Regions from separate parts of the Bos taurus genome. Here region 1 is linked to region 2. A link is a contact called in public Hi-C data. All regions are on one chromosome and are shown on one strand. The core of a region is the stretch at or near the end of the contact, and the rest is flanking DNA. Distances in the headings are between cores, read along the strand shown.

The links. Hi-C and Micro-C count contacts between places; a contact is called where the count stands out from the background.
Region 1: a Hi-C map of an unstated tissue shows a contact between it and region 2, with 4 times the contacts expected there. The contact joins the promoter of EPHA1 here to the promoter of TAS2R40 in region 2. A contact is called at or near these places in 4 of 11 Hi-C or Micro-C datasets (blood, liver, skin fibroblasts and 1 more).

Annotation. Positions count from the first base shown.
Region 1 is chr4:106,802,872-106,805,571 of ARS-UCD2.0, reverse strand. It overlaps EPHA1 (EPH receptor A1), which reads left to right and starts at 1,258. Exons shown (of 18, transcript NM_001144095.1): 1 at 1,258-1,385; 2 at 2,393-2,460. The coding sequence starts at 1,298.
Region 2 is chr4:106,630,291-106,632,990 of ARS-UCD2.0, reverse strand. It overlaps TAS2R40 (taste 2 receptor member 40), which reads right to left and starts at 1,371. Exons shown (of 3, transcript XM_010804639.4): 1 at 1,208-1,371; 2 at 585-1,206; 3 at 309-583. The coding sequence starts at 1,371. The coding sequence ends at 416.

The sequences.
Region 1 (2,700 bases), core at 9-2,508, 170 kb before region 2:
ATGGACTGACCACCGGTCCTCAGTAGGTGATCACTCCCTTTGGAGCCACTGTCACCCCTAATGTGTGCCTCCTGTCTGTCACTTTAGCCATCTCTGCTCTTGCTTTATGCCCCAGCCCCTGCAAACACTCCTCAGACAATAGTTTGTTTAGAGCAAGGATTCTTTTTTGAAGCTTTCAGAGCTTGCTCGCAAGCAGAGTGGAAACTGAAGAAACATGTATTGAATATACTGGGAGGCACTCTCCAACAGGGGCTTCCCAGGTGGCTCAGTGGTAAAGAATTCGCCTGCCAATGCAGGAGATGAGGGTTTGATCCCTGGGTAGGGAAGATCCCCTGGAGAAGGAAATGACAACCCGCTCAAGTATTCTTGCCTGAGAAATCCCAGGGACAGAGGAGCCTGGCAAACTACAGTCCGTGGGGTCGCAAAGAGTGGGACACGACTGAGCAACTAAAACAACAAAGTCTCCGACAGGGGAGAGGGCCGTGGGTCTACACCAGTAGCTCCTGTTACCACTGGCGTTCAGAAGCCCTCACCAGTTTCTCCCATCGCTCTGTAAAGTGCACGGCAACGTGCAAACTCCACGCGTTTACCAAGACCTTCCCTGCCTGGGCCCACACCTGCCTTTCCCGCCTGGTTCCCAGGACGAGAGTCCTGAACCCAGCAGTCAGACTGGTCCCTTACCACTCCCAGAGGCACCTTGAGGCTCCCTGCCCTCGGGCCATCGCTCATGCCTTGCCCAATCTCTGCCACCCAGAAAACCCAGCTCACCCAAGTCTCCTCCCTCAAGACTCACCTACCGAGCCCCCGCCCGGACTTGCTTCCAACCAACCTCGCCTTGCAAGATGGTCACCTAAGCCTCCCCGACGGGAACATCAAGACGCGTCTCTTTACCCTGCTTTCCCCCTGCCGGTGTCTATTACAGCGCTGGGCCCTGAAGAAAGAGAGAAGGGAGGGGACACCAGGCTGTAGTTAGGCCAAAGGCCGGTTGGAGACAGGGATGGGTTTAGGGTCCAAAGGAGCACGGAGCCAAGTCGATTCCCAATCCCACCCACTAGGCGGCGCCCGCAGTCTCGTTCCGGTCAAGGCGCCTCCGGTTTTTTTGAAGTTTATGGCCTGTTTTACAAGTTTCCTTCCTGCCCTCCTGTCCCTTTAAGAAGGTGATCCAGGTGAGGCCGGGACTCCGCCCCGGGCGCTGGCCCCGCCCCCTCCCCGCCCCGGCCCGGCCGGCCCGGCTAGCCCAGTTCTCGCGACCTGGCCCCGCCATCCGGTCCGCGGTCCCAGGTCCCGGCCCAGCGCCATGGAGCGGCGCTGGCCCCTGGGGCTCGGGCTGCTGCTGCTGCTGCTGCTCTGCGCCCCGCTGCCCCCGGGGGCGCGCGCCGAGGAAGGTACAGACCCCCGCCCCGCCCCGCCCCGCCCCACCCCCTCCTCCCCTGGGAGCCGGCATTCCAGAGAGGCCCTCTCCTCGCAGCCCCTCTCCAGCGCTCTCGTTTTGCCCGGCTGCCAGGCGATCGACTGGCCAGGCCAGTCTTTGGCCTTTAACCCCAAACAGCTGCTTTCCCGGGTCACTCACCCCTTTCCCTGCTGGCCAGCAGTTTGCTCCTGGGTGGGGTTGGGGTGGAGAGTGAGTTTCTGCTGGAAGCAGCCTCCCATCCCAGCAATCTTGGGGACTCTCCATTCCCAAGCAGTCCCAGCCTCAGGCTCCCAACCCAGAGATCTGAACCTTTGGAAGTCGGAGGTGGAAGTGCCCTTATGCCATCTTAAGCCCGGGGACAGAGGGACCTGCAGCTGGGGGTGGGTTAGGTGCAGGGGCTCCTGGCTGCAGAGGTCAAGCCTTTCCTGTGGACACTTGCATGCTCTGTGATCCTGCTATCCCCGCTTCCCAGACTCTTGGCTGTGCCTGTACCCCCACTCCACCACCTCAATGACGGGCAGGCCAGGCCCTTTGCCAGGGGAAGGCAGCCTCCCCACCCAGGATGCCCCTCCAGAGTCCCCTGTCCACATCCTACCCACTCAACGACCCCCAGCAGCCAAGCTCCTCTCTTGTCCACCGGCCCCTCCATTTCTACACCTGATGGTCCCTACCGAGTGAGAGGCTGCTCAGTGTCTCTGGGACTGCTCTTCCTGCCGTTGACTTTGGCCAAAGGTTCAGCCCTCCAACCCTTGCCCCACTCTGCCTTTCTCCCTTCACACTCGGGAGGAAGACAGTCTAAGCCCTGGAGCTCTTCTTCAATCCTCCTTCCGGGGAGGTTTTCATCCCCTAAACCTCAGGAACTCACAGCTGTGAGGGTACAGGATGCTGAAGCCTCAGGGCTACGGGCCCAGGAGGAGGAATGTGAGTTGCACGTGTGGGGCCTCCCCCAGAGATGACAGCCCCCTTTCTCTCCACCTTCAGTCACTCTAATGGATACTAGCATGGCACAGGAAGAGCTGGGCTGGCTCCTGGATCCCCCAGAGGATGGGGTGAGTGTCAGGGGGCATCTGGGGTGGCTCAAGGCTGAATGGTGAGGTGGGTGGAGGAGCAGAGAAAAGAGCTGGAAAAACTGGAAGTGTCTCCTCCGGGAGGGTGAGGGGAGGGGAGGTGAGTCAGAGCCTCCTGAATGGGACTGGGGGGGTCAGGCTTCACCCCATGGGGAAAGCTTCAATGCCTGGCTCCTCCTCCCCCTGCCCCAGCGAGGAAGGGCTCAATACTTGGGAGGACTT
Region 2 (2,700 bases), core at 122-2,621:
AGTAGGGTTCCTTAAGTAGGGTGACCATATAATTTTTCATCCAGACCAAGCTATCCTTGGAAATGAAAGGATGAAAACTGCCAACAGGCGCAAACAGAGCTCATCCCAGGCAAACAGAAATATCTGGTCACCCTCTCCTTAAGGTTCAGTGGGGGAGGAAGCAGAGAAGATCTAAGGACAGCATGCAAATGACCATAGATTAAGGAGCTTTCATAAATCCATCTTAGAGTGGTTTAGCTACTTCTACTTAGAATCTCAAGTGAAAAAATTCAGCTTCACATTCATGAATGAATCCAGTTACCTGAGAAGTGTCAGAGCAGATTAGGGAAGAAAAGATGGGTGGGGAAAGAGGTCAAGGAGAGGAGAAGTCAGAGCTTGATTGGAGCAGATCCTGTGGTCCCCTGTGGGTTTGCCCTTACAGGTAGAGATGAACTTGGTGCTGAAACTGCTTCCATGCCCTTTTCAGCCCAGGGTTGCCCAAGATCAGTAGCACTGAGTGGCCAGCAGGGTAGGCAGCCATGATGATTTTGCATAAAATATTCCAGGAGCTGTTGGCGGCAAAGATGTTGGATATGGAAAAAAAACAGAGCAACTGCATTGAGAATGTAGAAAATGAGAAAATAGCTGATGGCTCTGATGGCCCCCAGGTGAGCCTCCATGCTGGGGTCCCTGGAGCCAGTGGCATTGCTTTTCATGTGGAAGGTGTGTCTTTTGAGAGAGATGATCAGCAGGGTGGCCACCAGCATAGACATGATCAGAGGGATGAAGATCCCCAGGTAAAGGGTGGTAACCAAGTTGCCCATGTTGGTCTCGGAGAAGTACACCTTCTCAGTGGAGTTGGAGGAGGGGATGGGGACGGAATTGTTCACATACACGTTGAATATACCTTTAGAGAAGGGAAAGCTGGAGCAAAAGGAGAAGAACAAGGACAGCCTCACAAGCCCAGGCATCAGCCACATGACCTTCCTTTTCATCACGGAGAACCACGGGTGAGTAAAGCTTGCGATTCTAAGACAATAGAAGATATTGAGCCAGGCAGCAAGCCAGAGGTTGGAGTAGTTCAGAAACATGATGATGGTTTTGAAAAGTATGTATACTCTTTTTTCATTGTAGATGACCCAGAACAGCAGACTGTACGTGTTTTCCAGCATCATCCAAATCTGTAGCAAGAGCCTGGAAAAGCTCAGCATGAGCAGAATGCAGTCCAATGGGGAGTCTTTTGCCTCTGACCCACTCGGCTCCATGGATGACGGTGATGAGGCCATTCCCAGCAATGCCAATGAGGCACTCTATTGCAGAGACCACCAAGGTGAAGACGATCTTAAACCTGGTCGTGTCTTTATCCATTGCATCTGTGTTCACCGTCACCATTCTCTTTGGCTCTGATGTTCAGATTTCTGCCTGAAGAACTGGTACCTTCTCTGCAACTGTCTGATCCTGACTCAGTGTAATTATGTTTTTTTCTTTCCAGTTAATGGTTATTGCCAATTTTTCTTCATTTGCTTGTCACGTGACCACAAGTTAGAGGCTTGAGATGCAAATGATGAGAGGATCTGGTTGCCGACTGTCTCCATTTTTCATCAAGACCCATTTGTCTTGGGCTTTCAGGAGCTCACTGGGAAAAAAAAAAATTTAGACAGGCTCCTATCCCAGCACCCTCCTACCTTACTACCTTTGTTGTTTCTTAGTCAATCAGTTGTGCCCGACTCTTTGTGACCTCATGGCCTGTCGCCTGCCAAGCTCCTCTGTACGTGAGATTTCCCAGGCAAGAATACTGGAGTGGGTTGCCATTTTCATCTCCAACCTACCTATCTCATTTAAGTCCATATTTTACTGACTTCACAGGGCAAGAGTCCCAGTTTAGGAATCACAGTCTCTTTTCCTTATCTCACAAGACTTGTTACCTGCTGAATTATCCATGAAAATGCGAACAGATTCTTTTGATCTGCCTTCTCCTGCTTCCTTTGTTAACTCCTTTACTTGGGGAGAGACTTTTTTCCTGTGGTTAGGTTATGAGTCAGAATTTCCCATCGGCTCATATCTGATAATTTTTACTTACAATCAAGTTTCTTTCAGAAAAGCTAGCTATTATAGTGTCCTCAAACAGTACTCAGAAAAGCCAAAATTGGATGTCATTTGGGTTAGAGACAAAAACTCCTATGTGACAGTTTTCATTGTTTGTGTGTTTATCACCAGTTCTAATTTACCAAGATCCATGTCACTATTTGTGTCTAGAATCAGGTAGAGTTAGCCCAGGAAGCCTTCAGAGTGTTGTGAAAATAGTGTTAAAGTTGGAAAATGTGACAAAACATTATTACTTGAAATTTAATTCCCTACTTTGTTGTCCTGGCTGTGTAACAGAATGAACTCTGGAACATATGTATGTGTATAAAATATGAAATATTTATAAATATATATGGGCTTCCCTGGGGACTCAGACAGTAAGGAATCTGCCTGCAATGTGGGAGACCCAGGTTTGATCCTGGGTTGGGAAGATCCCCTGGAGAAGACAGTGTCTACCCACCCCAGTATTCTTGCCTGAAGAATCCCATGGACAGAGGGGCCTGGTGGGCTATAGTCCATGGGATTTCAAAGAGTTGGATGTGACTCAGCAACTAATACCTTGACTTTCATAAATACATAAATCAATAAAATATACTATAAAGTATAATATAATAAAAGAAATAGAGGAAAACAACA